Linked DNA regions of Rattus norvegicus: region 2 is linked to region 1. The links are chromatin contacts, called in public Hi-C maps. All regions are on one chromosome and are shown on one strand. The core of a region is the stretch at or near the end of the contact, and the rest is flanking DNA. Distances in the headings are between cores, read along the strand shown. Region 1 has its middle 50 kb from the start of Dsg1. Region 2 holds the start of Dsg2 (desmoglein 2).

The links. Hi-C and Micro-C count contacts between places; a contact is called where the count stands out from the background.
Region 2: a contact with region 1 is called in a Hi-C map of the A7r5 cell line, with 3 times the contacts expected there. The contact joins the promoter of Dsg2 here to the enhancer-like site in region 1. A contact is called at or near these places in 2 of 12 Hi-C or Micro-C datasets (the A7r5 cell line and kidney).

The regions. Positions count from the first base shown.
Region 1 is chr18:11,894,226-11,902,076 of GRCr8, reverse strand. No RefSeq gene overlaps it. Among named protein-coding and RNA genes, the nearest start is that of Dsg1, 50 kb to the left of the region's middle. Within about 2 kb of position 4,731, at least 5 of the 93 cell types and tissues checked have an H3K27ac peak or open chromatin away from gene starts, as enhancers often do. A contact at or near this core is called in the A7r5 cell line, where this site is marked.
Region 2 is chr18:12,116,266-12,124,116 of GRCr8, reverse strand. Dsg2 (desmoglein 2) reads right to left here and starts at 2,830. Exons shown (of 15, transcript NM_001427278.1): 1 at 2,648-2,830. The coding sequence starts at 2,707.

The sequences.
Region 1 (7,851 bases), core at 3,482-5,981:
TTTTAACTGACCTTTCATAAAAGGTGGGGGATCCTCCGAAAATGGGGGCCGGGAGTTCCTTATTTTTCTGATCTAGACGTTGGCTGGTAGGTGTGAGCAGGCACTTAGGCAGCAGCATTGTGTGCATCCTCCAAGGGGATGTAAACAGCTCGCTCTGTGTCTTACGTTTTAGCTTACCGCCACGTCACAGGAAGTACCTACGGCCATTCCCTTTGCACTCTTACAGCCTTGCAGAAGATAGGGATGTTTTCAGACTCCCGCCTCTGGTTAATTCCCTAAAGCCGTTTTCTTGGGATTGTTCGTTGAGGTTCTGCCTCTAAGCACTGGCTTGCTGGTCACTGGCAGGACACCAGCACTTCCTTTGGTCCTCAGTACTGAACAAAGTAGACAGAATCCTGTGGCAGAGGAGCCGGAGAGATGGGTCAGTGCTTAAGAGCACTGGATGCTTTCCCAGAGAACCTGGGTTCAACTCCCAGCACCCACATAGTGGCTCACAACCATCTGTAACTCCAGTCCCAAGGAATCTGACTTCTTGTGGCCATCTTAGGTACTGCATGCATGTGGTACACATACATGAATGCAGGCAGAACACCCATATGTATAAAATAAGGGGGGGAAATGCACCCTTCTTGCACAAGCCACATGACGAAATCTCTAGCCTCAGCAGTGACTATGGACCTTCGATGGGGTGTTCCTCACTTAGCTCTGTTGGGATCTCTCCTGAGATGAGTGGCATCCTGACTAACCACCAACAGCAGCATGGGGCTTCCTGGTGTTTATGATATGGGCGCTGTAGGAAAAGCTCCCCATCTTACTCTACAGTATTGGCTTGCTTGTGAAAACATTCCATTTTCTTGTCATGAGGACCCAACCTATCCCATTCTTCTAAATCGAACAGATCTCCCACACAGAAGCTTCCTCCAGGCATTCGGGGAAGTTCAAGCCATCTTCCAGGCCAAAGACAATACCCAGTTCTAGGTCCAGAATGGCAATAAACTATGCAAGAAGTTTTGTGCCATGACATTAGAATTCTTTCTAAACTGTAGTATGAATATTTATCTACAAAAGAAAGAGCTAACCTGTGATGAAGAACAGTAAGAGTCTATAGAAAAATATATATTCATTTTGCAAGGGTAGAGATAAAAGAGACAGAGACGGGAGGGAAAAAAAGAACTTCATGTAGGAAATAACACAAATTGGGATTTTAAAGCTTGCTAATGAGGGTCATAAATTCCAGTAAAGATGCTATCTGTGCAGACTAAAAAGCACAACGGCATCTGATATTTTACTGGGTGAAAACTGTGTTGACTTTAGTCAACAAACAGCTCTTCATCTAAAAACACACACTAAGCAAAAAGTCCTATTTGGTGATGCTGATCACCGAAAGAATTATTCTTTGACTCTGTGCTCAGTAGGGTGTGGAAGGACAATTTTCTCTGATGGCTGCATGTTTGGCCAAGAGCCACAGTGAACACCCATGAGCGCTCAAAACAATTAGAAAGGACTCATTCTGAATCAGCAGGTGTCCATGAATAGGGGGATTTATTAATTTGCCCTGATTGAAAAAATGCTTAAAACACAGGCTTGGAACTGGAAAAGCCAGTGAGCAAGAGAGAACACAACTATGTCAATTAAATGTCCAAGGACTCCAGAACATGTAGATATTCACAGGAAGTTTAGTTGATTAATACTGTGTGGAATTTTTAAAAGCTACTTTAAAAGTTTGATAAATTTTTACTTTATATTTAACTATTATTTTTTATAATTTTTCATGTACAACTTTTAAATCTCAAGTGAAGTCTTAAAATTTTAAGTAAAAATTTTTAAATTATAAGTAAAATCTAATTACATTTTTCCACTTCTCTTTCCTTCCTCCAGTCCCACCCATGTTTCCTCTGACTCCCTGTCAAATTGATGGCCTCCTTTTTCTTTGATTATAATTGCTCTATGTATCTTTATCTCTCTCTATGTAAGCGCACATAAATTCAGCGTGGTGACTCCATTTGGAGTTGCTCGTTTGAATATGACTTCAGGACTGACCACATTGTATTGGAGAACCCGTTAGAGTGTTTATTCTAATAACCTAATTCTTTCTCTCTGCAGTCCTTAGTTGTCTGGAGTTCTTTGTCTGGAATTGAGAGCCCCGAGGTTTCCCCTTTGCTTGGTGTATCCATTGGTGTTGTCCTGGTTCAGTCAGCCATACCGTTGAGATATATTTTATCACACAAACTGGGCTTTGTAAAAATATAGAAATACACAACTCAGAAATATTGGACCTGTTTGGTATTCATTCAGGATGCCTTTTCCTTGAGAGACTTTTTTTTTTAAGTTTTCAATTTGAACTAAAACACCACATAAATACCCAGAAAAGATGGCCTATTTTACAATAAATAAATCTTGAGGGCTGGACTGATGGCTCAGCAGGTAAGAGCAGCATAAATATAAGCTGCTCTTCAGTGGACCAGCACCCACATGGGAGTTCATAGTCATCTGTAATTCCAGTGTCAGGAGATCCAGTCATTAAACATGCACATGGTACATGTACAGGGGAACTCATACACATAAAATAAAATCATTCAAAAATTCAAAAGATATAGCTTTCTTACATAATTTTTATTAAGTTAAAAATTTCCATGGAAACACTGGAGTATATACTGACTTTCTTTTATACACCAGTACTCCCAAGTTGTGGTACTGTATGTAGCCATGTGACATAGATATGGGCCATTCATTCGTTTTTAGAATTGTGATCAAGGGGTCAGGCCCTCTGCATCTCTTTGTGGGGAATAGTTTTACACATAGCTTTGAGGGAGAGCTCAAACAACAACCCAGGTGTTGCTATTTATTTCACAAGTGCGATTAGCGACAAGTGTTTCCACCGGCATCCATAGAGCCTCGGCCTATTGTTTCAACTAATAATCATCTGGCCAATACTGGAAGCTGATGAGGTTACAGTGTATGGCTGAAAGCTATGTTTCTTGTAGTGACTTTGAGTTCCTTGATTTCGAAAACATTTTAGTGGCAAATTGTGGAAATGAAAACCTCCTAGATTTTCTTTCTTTAAAAAAGTTTTACCGTCACTAATTTATTTCCAGAATTTGCCCTCTTTCCACGATGTAAAAGTATGTCTTGAAGTCACTGAATGACATTATCATACTAGAAACTAATGTCTGGCGGAAAAGTGTGCCGCATATCCAAAGTCTGGTAGACAAAGAGAAAGCTATGTGAAAAAGTTTGATTACAGCTGTGGAGCACGCTGGAAATCATTGTTGACTGGACCATCTGCTCTTGTTTCCTGCAAACACACACACACACACACACACACACACACACACACACACACACACACACCATTTAAATAATCACATATCTATTTTTCTCACCTAGAAAATGAGAGAAAGCCAGCAACCAACATCTACTCATTAGACAGGGATAACGATCAGGAGGGAATTCTCTGAATACTCACTATGCATGTTAAACTTGTCTTCCGAGTCTGCAGTTAGATTTTACTTCAGGATTTAGGCATAATAAGTACAGTTTTTGTCATTTGGAAATTTTCCTGAAATGTATTCTGCACATCTATTTATCTGTTTCCGACTCAGTTCACTTCTTACCCACCAGGCTCTCTGAGCGGCCACGTGATCCCAAGACCACGCCCCGACTTCCCACAATCACTCAGCAGCAGCTAGGTCTGGCCCTTCTCTAGCCTTTTCTACTTGTACAGACCTCAAAAGCATACTTCCTCCCCCAGATTGAGGGCTTGTGTCATTCCTTCACTGACATCCATTTCTTCTCCCCCTTTCTTCTTGAAAACTCTGCCTTACTGTAAAGCGTCTCTGTATACCATTTCTCTGAGGCCCCAGCTCCACATTCCAAGTCCATCACCAACTCATTTCCTACAGAAAACTGTCTTCTCCTGCTTTATTTTGTTATAATTGTGTGTTTGTGTATGGACAAACATATGTATGAGGGTGACTCTGTATGTGAGTGTGTGTGCGCACGTGTGTGTGAGTGTGCATGTGCATGTGTGTGTGTGTGTAGACCAGAGGTAAACTTCAAGTGTACTTACCAGTTACCATCAGCTAACTCTCTCTCTCTCTCTCTCTCTCTCTGCCTTTCTGTCTGTCTCTTTCTCCCTCTGTTTTTTCTGTCTTTGTCTCTCCCTCTCTCTCTTGTCCAGTGCTGAGGGAGAGACAGGTAGATTCCTAGGGCTGGTAGATTCCAGCCGGGCTTGCCTACTTGCTAAACGAGGAGACCTTGTCTCAAAAATGAAATAAAATAAATTAAAATAATACTAGAGGTTGACTTACAGGCACATTCATGTGCAGGTGTGCCTACATAGACAAAGCCACCAAACACATATGTACACATGCACACACATGAATGGACATACAAACTTAGGGACAGACCTCACATAATTTGCTTTTATAAAGAATGTTTGGGGCCATCTTAGAACTGCTCAGGGAGTGGGCCAGCAAACATATTTTAGGGCTAATAAGCTCAAGACTGTGCCTACGAGTACCTGTGGGACTCCTCTCTCTCCTGAAGAGTAATTCTAAGCATGGCTTCCTAGAGTGTGAAGAACACAGTCACGTTTGGTAGCCAGCAGTCACCGGAGAACCTGGTGGTAAGCACATGCTTCCTGTCTCTGGCTGCTGGACTGACTGTGGGAGTGGAATTTCTTTGACAGCACAGGCTGACTCACCCAGGTCAAGTGTGGTGACATGCTTAAGACAACAGACCATTACCCACAAATGGTGGGAACTAAGTTTCCATTGTCCTCTTGCCCCACTTGTCCTGGAAGTGCACAGAGCTGAGTCATTCTAATGGGGAGCTTGAGACTGGGTAATGGAGGGGTGATACCTTTGGTGATCCCAGCCTGATAAACCTCTGGTCAACGAATAAGGAAAGCACGCTTGGGGAAGCTCTGCCTCTCCTCTCTCTCTTTTTCCATTGGAAAAGAACTGAGTGGATTCCTTTTATTTCAAAGGAGGGATCAGGACACACAGAAGCTCAGCTTCAATGCAAGCTTGAACATTTCCAGGTGGCTGAACACACAATTCTGTGCTGTCCGCGGACGGCTGCGCAGTTCTGCGTTTGAGCACCGGGGACTCCTTTGCTGCTGGGCACGGGTCACTGATGATCATACCCTGCAAGACTGCGATGAGCTAAAAGAAGTGGTGTTTGGAGATGAACGCATCTCCGCGTCAGTGATGATTGAGTTTTGTGTTGTCCTTTCAGGCACACTGTAAAATGCGTTTGCTGGGGCTCATTGTTTACTTGACCTGGTTTGTGTCAGCGCCCGGATCCTCTCAGCAATCTGGGACTTCCTGTCTGTGGACTCTAAGGCTTCCCCACTTGGCAGATGATCTCAGACCAACCCTCCTGTCCAGCTAAACATTCTGCTTCTTTCTCGAGGTTATAGCCTCAGCGAACATTTTCCCTCTAGTTTTTAGGTCATTCTCTTACCTTAGGGTTGTTTTCAACATTATAAACCTAATTCTCTCTCCTTTGCTTTCTCCCATTTGCCCACGTCACTCAGTTTTTCTCTGGGGCAATAATTGATTACGTAGGTCCTTCCAGTGTTTCTCAAACCCGAGCTTCCGGTTCTGCCATTCTTTTTGGCTTTCCCACACCGTACCAGCCAGGCCTGCTTCTGTTTACGCTACCGTGTCCCATGTCTTTCACATCGTCGTCTTTTCCTTAAGCCTTCCATTCTTCATAGTCATCCTGCAGACTAGAACCTAGCAGGTGGCTTCCTTCCCACACACCCTTGTCTAAAATCCGCTTCCGTGATTGTGGTGATTTGTTTATATAAAAGGGAGGACTTTTTTTTTTAAGTTTTAAATGTATAAGCCTCAAGTGTGAAAAATAAAAAAATCAGATATTAGATGAGTGATTTGGTTAATTTCCGTTTTTAATGGATAAATCAATCACACAGAACTTGTCTCTGTGTTCTGTTGTCTGCGTAGTTATTTGGGTGAATTGTGACTTCAGTGCCACACAGTCGGCTACAGATGTCCAGATATGGGGTCTGGGTTACTGATGCTTCGGTGACTTCTCATCCAGTTATGGCGGAGCAGTTATAGTTCGCACCCAGACTTGGGAACTACACCAGGAGAATCTCCAATATCTGCTAAGCTGACAGAGCAGACATGGCGAAAGCTAAATACATAGAAAGAAGGAAAGGAAGCAAGAAGGGAGGGAAGAGGGAGGAGAGAGGGAGGTAATATTTAGAAAAGGGAAGCAAAGAAATGGGATGAATGAGATGCAATGGAGAAAAGAAAAATCCTTGCAGGGAAAAGCTTTAAAATATAATTCCAGAACGCTGTATGTGCTGCCTGCATCATGGAGCCTTTCTCTGAGCTGAGACGCATGAGCAACTGTGGATTGGTTTTCTGACTTCCAAGATGTGTGTGCATGAAGTGCCCTGTCTCCGAAGCTGTGTCACAAGCAGCTATAATGTCCTCCCAGGAAATGGAAGTCATATTTGTTACATACATGATGACAACTGGGTGTTAAAATTTAGTTTGGAGGTCATCAAAAATTCCAGAATTTGGCTCTGTGCACTTTGGTTGTGGGATATGTGGTGAGGACCCATAAGCTGTGGGGCCACACACGTCAGCTCAGGGACAGCTGCTCAGCTGTGGACAACCTAGAAAAGGGGGCAGTGAGGAACTGAAGTCTGGGTTCTCAGAATGCTGTGAGTGCAGGGATATTTAGATGGTTTGTTTGGACAACATGAAGTACCTGTTTCACTTGTCCCAGACATTCTGAATACACTTCCTTAAGAGGAATTTGATTTCAGGTAAGGTCTTGAATCAGGGATGACAATGATGGCTGTCACAGTAGTGAGTACACTGTGGTCACTGTGGTCACCATCACAGAAGTGAGTACACACTGTGGTCACCATCACAGAAGTGAGTACACACTGTGGTCACCATCACAGTAGTGAGTACACACTGTGGTCACCATCACAGTAGTGAGTACATACTGTGGTCACCATCACAGTAGTGAGTACACACTGTGGTCACCATCACAGTAGTGAGTACACACTGTGGTCACCATCACAGTAGTGAGTACACTGTGGTCATTGTGGTCACCATCACAGAAGTGAGTACACACTGTGGTCACCGTCACAGAAGTGAGTACACACTGTGGTCACTGTGGTCACCATCACAGAAGTGAGTACACACACTGTGGTCACCATCACAGTAGTGAGTACACACTGTGGTCACCATCATAAAAGTGAGTACACTGTGGTCACCATCACAGAAGTGAGTACACACTGTGGTCACTGTGGTCACCATCACAGAAGTGAGTACACACTGTGGTCACTGTGGTCACCATCACAGTAGTGAGTACACGGTGGTCACCATCAGAGAAGTGAGTACACTGTGGTCACCATCACAGAAGTGAGTACACCGTGATTAGGTCATTTCCCTTTGAGGTCAGTAATAGCAGCCACAAGACGGGCTAGTGCATTGTGATTTTAAAGGACATGAACATGCAGGACTTGATTGGCAGATTAGAAGACACCATGGCTTTATGGAAGCCATGTTGTGAAGAGAACCAAATGCAGAAGAAGTGGGTGAGGGAAGAATGGAAGAATCGCTATTTAAATTTATTTAAATGTATTCAAGTTAGGATTTGTTTCCGATTCACAGGGCCACTCTTAGTTTTGGTGATCAAGATCCTAGTATTTAGCACTAGGGTTTAATCAATATTGTGAAAAATTTATAGAAAAGATGACATTTAAATTATTTTCCTCTCATTAAATGTTTCAAAGAGGAAGTAGGGATGGACACCAGGCACATTCTGACTTAACGTTTGTGTTTAGGAGAATGAGGG
Region 2 (7,851 bases), core at 1,581-4,080, 220 kb before region 1:
GAAAACCTCCTGTCATTTTGACAGCGCTGGCCTAAACATAAGGGACATTAAACAGTTACTTCCTGGTGTGCTATGGAGGGGACCAAATGGAGCCAAAGACCATTAATAGCTCTTCTGAAGGCCCAGTGCTCAACTCGTGGGCTCAGCCACTATCAGCTGAGCACCTTTAACGGAAAGGTTTGGGACATAGATCTCAGTGGTTTCACAAAACCAACATATGCACGGACTTTACTGACAGAGCATCTCCAGTGCAAAACTCCAGCCTGAAATCCTGACTCCGTGGGCTCCACCAGGCTCAAGAAGCTTAGAGTCTGAGAGCACCACAGTCAGTCTTATTCAGCCTCTGGTGTTTACTCTTGTAGACCTGTGGGCGGCCAGGGGTGAGGTGCAGACATGTGTCTTCCTTTGCATTCCAGTCACTGCGCTCTCTAGACTGTGGAAGGGACACAGTGACTCCTGTCCTGTGAGCGCAGGTAAGGCTCCCTCAGCGGCTGGGACTGTGACTTTGAAATCCCAACAGTTCAGATTGGTGTAGGTTTCCCCAACCCCTTTACTCCATGTACAGTCAAGCTATAATGTTCTGAAGTAAATCCCACTTAATGTGTGTTCCTGCACGTATGCACGCACGTGCATGTGTGTTAGCGACCTGTATACTTGTGCAGGTATGGAGGCAAGAAGTTAAACTCATGGACTGCCTGCTCCATGGACTGCAACATGCACTCGGCCTTTGGAGGGTCCTAAGCCTGGAGCTTGCAAGCAGACTAGGCCAGCCAGCCATGAAGCCCCAGGGAGTCTGCCTGCTCGCACTGGGATTAGAAGGTGCACCTGTACATGAGCAGCTTTAGGTGGGTTGTGGGACTCGATCTCAGGTCCTCCTGCCTGCGGGGCAAACATTTCAGCAGCTGAGCTCTCTAGTCCTGGATCTTTTTAACCCCTTCTGGAACAGGCTGGAGTAAATGCTGTGATTTGGGACTGGACCGACCAAACTGGCTACAATTTACATTCCTTCCGGTGAAGGTCCCACCGTTTCCCATCCTTTATACAAACGCCGCAGTGAACCTCGCACAAACTGGGAACAGAACGCTGAAAAGCCTACTCTTCTCAATGGGTCGCCACACCCTTTCAGATTGTGTCAGGAAGAGCACTACACAGGTACACAGAGAGTCGCCTGAGATCCTGCGCCTTTTCAGAGTAGCCCATACCGTCTAATTAAGTAAACGCAGACGTAAAATGCTAAAACGGAAAGCCTAAACTCGCCGTTCCTAGCCTGAATTCGCTCTGTTTGCTATACATGTGGAAATTAAAGGGAGTTTCTTTTTTTACAAGGAAAGAATTCATACTGAGCCTTCTAGGTGAGCCCAAAGGCTATTGGCTTTAGGTGGGAAGCAGCAAGAGGAGGGGATGAAGTTAATCCTCAGGTCGAAAACAAAGCCCAAGATTAGGTCATAGAAATATCTCATGAAAAATGACCTCAGCAACATTGGCGGAGCAAAACCAAACAGCATGAAACAGGCTGCACCAGCGGCCTGTAGTTCCTTGTTACCAAGCTGACTGTGGAAAGGGAGTTCAGGGAAATCTTTTGTTGAATTTACTCATTTTCCTTCTGTGTTTCCTTAAAACAACAAGGGCAACAACAAACCTATTGTTTTTCTCCACCGGTACCACACCACTCAGGATCCCATTCCTCTCTCTCCTACTGTAACTCCTCTCTGTCTGTCTGTCTTTCTCTCCTCTCCCACAGCCACAGCTCTAAATGTTTAGAGGAAGAACTTCCAGTAGAGTGAATACAATTACTTCTTAAATTTCAATCATGATGTAAGAAAATAGGGTATCATTTTGTGTCTAATATCTCTGAACCTATTGGTGAAGTCTCTGAGATATGATCCCACAATTTACCAAAACCTAGTTGGCAAATCTCGGTAAGTCACAGGCATTCATTCCTAAATTATATGCAATTTCGTTAGCAAGCAAGCAAGCAAACAAACAAACAAACACGGCCACTTAAAATCCAAGTAAAGCATAGAAACCAAACGTACGAAAGAAATCTAGACCTTGGGTCTGAACCTCTCGTGTGGAAAACCCTTTCTTTCAAATAGGCCATTCCTTTGATGAGAGTGACTTCGCTTTCCTTCTAAATTATAAAACCTATTACATACATTCATTTAAATACCGGGAAAGTACTATCAGCTCAGGAGGGTAACCAAGGTACTTTTAAGAGTAGAACTTTAAACTCTGTAAACAATACTTTTAGAGTAGGCATTTTTAGTTGTCATTATTCACTCTAGGAACTCGGGTGCTTCCTGGTTTCCCGGTTCACTGACTATCGGTAGCTGGAGGAGCTGGAGGCTGCGGGAACTTTAGCGAACTTGCAAGAGGGTGCGCGTGGGGCTTCCCACTGCCTCCATGTTTCTCAGAAGGCTCCAAACAAAGCCTTGGGCCCCTAGGAAGAGGGTTCCTTGCAAGGGGCTCACCGCACTCACAGATCCCAGTTAGGAAAGGTCACTGGGACCTGAGTGTGACGGTCACAGGGAGAGAGTGATTGAGCGCGCGCCCACCCTGCTCGCCCGCCCTATGTTGGGCCCTGCGCTGTCCCACTGCGGGGACAGCGGTGCCTTCTTGGCTAGGGCGCGGGGGTCACTGCACTTACCACCGCCAGCAGCTGCAACAGCAGCAGTAGGGTGCACCGGCCGCTCGGGCTCCGCGCCATCGCCTCGCTTCGCCGCGCCCTTGCCGCCGGGCCTTGCCAGAGTCCCGCCGATCCTCCGGGCCAGGTCTCTCCCGGGGCCGCCCTTCTCCGCCTCCGCCCGGCCCGGGGTGCGGTTCCAGGTGTGGCCGGGTCAGAAAGGGTAGCCGGGAGCCGGGCCGCAGTCTGGATGGAGGAGGGGAAAGCGCTCGCTCTGCCAGGAGGTGCGAGGCAGTTCCCGCCCTCCGCACCTGGGGCCGGTGACGTCCCCCGCAGGGGACCTTGGGTGGCTGGCCCCGCCCCGACGTGTCCCCTCCTCCTCCGGGATCACCTCCCTTGCAGAGCTTTCTAGACACTGTCCAGACCCCAAGACAGAGGATCTAAGGAGCAGGACTCGACCCACGATCACAAGGCTGCGGTGATAAAGGGCTGGGGGTTATGGGAATAAGCACAGGTGGACGACGTGGAGACACGCGGGCCACGTGGCGTGGGGCCTGCTGTTGTGAGCGTGGCTTCAGTAGTGTCTCTTTTAAAGGCCTCTCACCTGGTCTCTGTGGCCCTATTCGGCCGGTTTGCAACTTTTCTGGCTCTGTGAGGAGAGCGTAGAAGACTCACAGTAGGGCAAAAGAGACAGGTCTTTGATCTGTTGAACGAGATTAGTGACTACCCAGCATTGGATTACTGTACGAATAAAATTAGAAAATTCATATGCAGTGGCCAGCTCTTAAGGACTCAGTGATAGTTGTTGAAATTAAAACAATATTTTTGCAAGAGTGAGTAAGCGTTAAATTGAGCTCTGTTGTTGTTCTTATTTAGACATAATCTTGCTTGTGAACCCAGGCTGTCCTCACACTTGAGATCCTCCTGCCTCATCCTCCTTGCCTAGTTCTGTGATCACTGGTGTGTTACCAGGCCTGGTTAAACGAAGTCTTGGAGAGCAGAAACTGAAGGTGGGTGTCCGCACAGATTGGAAAAGTCCCTGTTGCATGTAAAAAGCAAAGTATTATGGAAAACACTCAGGCAAATGTTCAACATATGTGAATATTCATGTTAGTTATCTGCACACATACATTTGGAACGAACACAGCAAATAACGGTGTTTGCCGTAATCTTTAGCTAGTGGGAGGGTGGTCTTTGTAAGTTTTAATTCTCATATCCTATTAACATTTCTGCTTATTTCTGGCTGCTGTTGTGGTAGTGGAAGGCTCTATGCCAAGAGGGCTTACAGGAAACAGACCAATTTGTCACGAAATTTAGCTGGACTAACTGAGTCATGTCTCAGTTTCAAGCTGACATATTTTTACAGTTCAGCACCATCATCTCTAAGCCCCTTTCTCCCCGAGTCTGCAATAGCATATCCTCTCATTTACAGTTTAGTCGCTGGCCATCTTTCTCTGTTCCTTATATGGTGGCTGGTTGGTATAGGAGTTGGGGACTAGGCTGAGCGACTCAAGATGCTGCTTGTGCCGTGGATGGGCCCACTCTGCTCAGTCCCACAGCTACTGCAGAGGGAAGATTGTCTTTCGCTTTTACCCCTTCCCCTTGGACTAGACGTGTGCGCTAGCATAGCCCAATTGGCAATTCTCACTCCTCACAACGCTGGAAGAACTCCTAATTCAGGACAGCAGGATTTACCAAGATGTGTTTGCAAACCTTCCCAGGAAGCTTTTTCTACACCCCGCCTAAGAGTGCTCTCGCCTTTGAGTCCTGAAGACACCCATTTTACGCTTCATCATCGAGACTGCGGGAGCGGTTTCGTAATGAAGATAATTGTAGCTTCCAGCGTAAGAAATAGCTAATAAGATTTTATTTCTGTTGAATTATTGAGCAGCCTCTGGGGACTGTCAGCTTCAGGCAGTATTCCTTCTAGAAGGCGTCTGTCCCAGGATTTGAGCAAAGGTGTCAGTCAGTGCCTCCACCACATGACATCATCAGATTTCATCCTTGTATAATTAATTTTCACTTTGCCAACTTTGAGCATAGGGCAGGTGAAGGGACTTTCTGAGGATCAGATAATTCCTATCTGCCTCCTTTGCCCCGGATTTTTTCATGCTGGGATGAGGTTAAACTTATTTAATAAATCTGCATATAAAACCAAATGTGGTCCTTTCCAGTGAAGCAGTAAAGGTAGTTTTGCTGTAAGTGGAAACATTGGTAAGAGGTGACCATTTTAAGGTCCAGGCTCCCCACCTAAAGCAGCTTAAGACTAGGATACCCACATTGTTTTTCTTTAGATGCCTACAGCAATGTTAGTTCAAGACATTTTGTTCAAATAACTGTATTCAAAGATATTAGAGTTGGGATGGAGAAGCGGTTTGGTGGTAAGATTGCTTGTGGTTCCTGAAGAGGACCTGAGTCTGTTTCACCACCATTTTTAACTCCAACTCCCAAAGTCCATCTCACTCTACTGAACCCTGCCCCCTGTTCACCGACAGACAAAGATGTGTCTCCGACTTGTTTCCACCCCTCTAGAGCAAGTGTGCTCATTCCTCACATGTGTGTTGTAGTGAATGGTGGCCTTGTCACTTGGCCACCCAAGCCAGATCTGAGGTATCATCCTCAAGCTCCCATTTTCAGGTCTTTCCATGTTCTCTATAGTTATACTCATGAGGACTCGCATGCGTGGTCTGTAGTAGCAAGCAGTGTGATTTGTAGGTATTTCATCCCGGTCAACTGCTGTACCCATTGCTCTGTCTCAAGACTGTAAGTTCCATATACGTGAGGACCATTTGATATTCATGGTGGGCTCAGCCCTAGTCTCAGGTTCATACTGGATGATCAATAAACACTTGTTGTACCAAACCTACATACCAGAAGGAATTAATTATAAGTGAAAAGTGAGTATTATGGAGGAAAATGTTTTGAATATTCACTGTGAAATATTTGATAGATCTAGTGGGAAAATGCTGGGCTGCGATGTGTGTTTCTTGTGTGTGTGTGTGTGTGTGTGTGTGTGTGTGTGAGAGAGAGAGAGAGAGAGAGAGAGAGAGAGTATTCACACGCAAATGCATGTGATTTGTGTATGTGCGTTCCCTTAGTAACCCTGCAGCCAAACACAGATAGCAGGTGTGAGTCAGGCTGTGGAGCATCCCGGCCGATGGTTAAGAGATTTAAGTATCCAGTGGGTATGTGGAACTGAGTGTGGCTGGGAGGGAAGAGGTAGGGTGAAGCTGGAAGAGTCCAGGAGCCAACTGAGGACAGAGTTCAACACCCTGAAGGTAGAGAAATTAAACAGAATTACCCTTCCCCTCAGTTCTAGAGAAGGAGCCATGCCCTGTTCACTGAAGGCCAAGGTATGAGCGTCAGGCATTGACAGCTGGATCGTGAAGTGTCTGAATTCTCTAGTTTGTTGGACAACAGCCAAATGCTGGTTAGGGAGAGAGAAGAAAACACTGATAGGCTAAGGAATGGCTCGCAATGGCTAGCTGGGCAAGTACCAGCCTTTCTGAGGTACAGTCACAGAGTGGTGAAGCCAGCAGGGTGTGTGCACTGAGACAGCACTCAGAGGAACCAGCACACTAGTGGTAAACAGTCCCTGCACCCTGGAGGAGGGCACGGTCCTAAGCGCCATTGAAGACACCAATATTTGAGAAGAACGATACGGCCTACCACAATGAGTCAGTGTCTCACTGGACAATTACCCACACCTTCTTCTGTGTGAGTCACTGCACTGCCTAGGACCCATGATTGTGGGTACAGAGTCCCTGAGCCTAGATGGTTTAAGGAAATTGTCAACGTTGGTCATGAAGTAGAGGAGAAATAGAAAAGGAGGAAAAAAAGAGAAAAAGGGATTTGTGGGGCACGCGTGTGTGTGGGTGGTGCAGAGTCTACTCTTGGGTCAGAGTAGTTTCCATGATCCAAATGCGACCATGTTGTTTTGAGGTGGATAGAGAAAGGGCCTGGGAAAGCCCAGCAAGGTGTTGGTGGCCTCCTCGTCTGGCACTCCCTCCCACTGAATCATACCGGAAAGCATCTGGCTGAAGGCTTCCCTTCACATCCAGTGAGTGTTATGGGAGCGTTAAATCATGTTGATCCATTCTCTATGATGTGCATGTGGCTCTGCCCCTCCCCTAAATATGAAAGCCACAGAATGAAAAATAACCAACTTAATAAAAAATTAAATAGGCCAACTCAGTAAATATTAGTTAAATGTGCGGAAGGGGTCTGTGTGTGTGTGTGTGTGTGTGTGTGTGTGTGTGTGTGAGTAGTAGTAGTAGTAGTAGTAGTAGTAGTAGTAGTAGTAAGGACAAAGTGGGAAAGAATAGGAGGATATCGGCTTCCTGGAGCTTATGGGTAAGCTCTCCAAATTGGGGTTGGGGGGCTGTGGTTGAGCCTAGTTCACTTTGGACAAAATTCTCTGACATCCTCATGTTTTCAAAGATGGCTATGACACTGTAAAGCTTAGAGGCCACCAGAGAGCATCTCTGTGTCCGACTGAGTGTGACAGTTAATCTGCTAAGTCCACTTAGCAGGACTTGGTATCACCATGGAAACACACCTCTGTGTGTGCATGGGAGTGTTTCCAGAAGTATTGAGGAAGAAAGGCTCACCCTGCCTGTGGGCAGCATGGGTCCACAGACTGGGGTCCTGGACTGAACGATAAAGAGAAAGAGAGTGACACCACCCTTCACCTCTTTGCTTCCCACCTGGGGATGCAGTCTGGTCAGCTGCCTCACTTCCATACCTGCTGCAAGGCCTTCCCCACCGTGATAGACCATGCTCTTATGCTGTGAGCAAAACAAACCGTCCCCTAAGTTGCTTCTGTCATCTATTTTTCATAGCAAAGAGAATGGTAACTAATACTCAGGAGGACAGGAAAAAAACAAGAACAATCTGGAAAAGCCCCCTTCCCTCTGGGGCCAAGCAGAACTATTCATTATAGGAATTCAGTACTAGGAAGGTTGATTTGATCCACTCTTGGGGAATCTAGGCTTTCATTTTGCCCTGGGACTGTTTATGGGAATTCTTAGAAAGATAAAGGCACCAGCCGTGGTCAGGAATGTGATGAGAGGAGGCTGACCTTGGCTGCCGACAGGAGCCTGGAATCCATCTGGGAAGTGACAGGGTGTGCAGGGTTTCATGGGAAGCCAACTGCAGTGTTTACAGAAAGCACCAAACAGAAACCACTACTGACCAAAGGTGACTAATGGGCTGGTAAAAACCCTGAA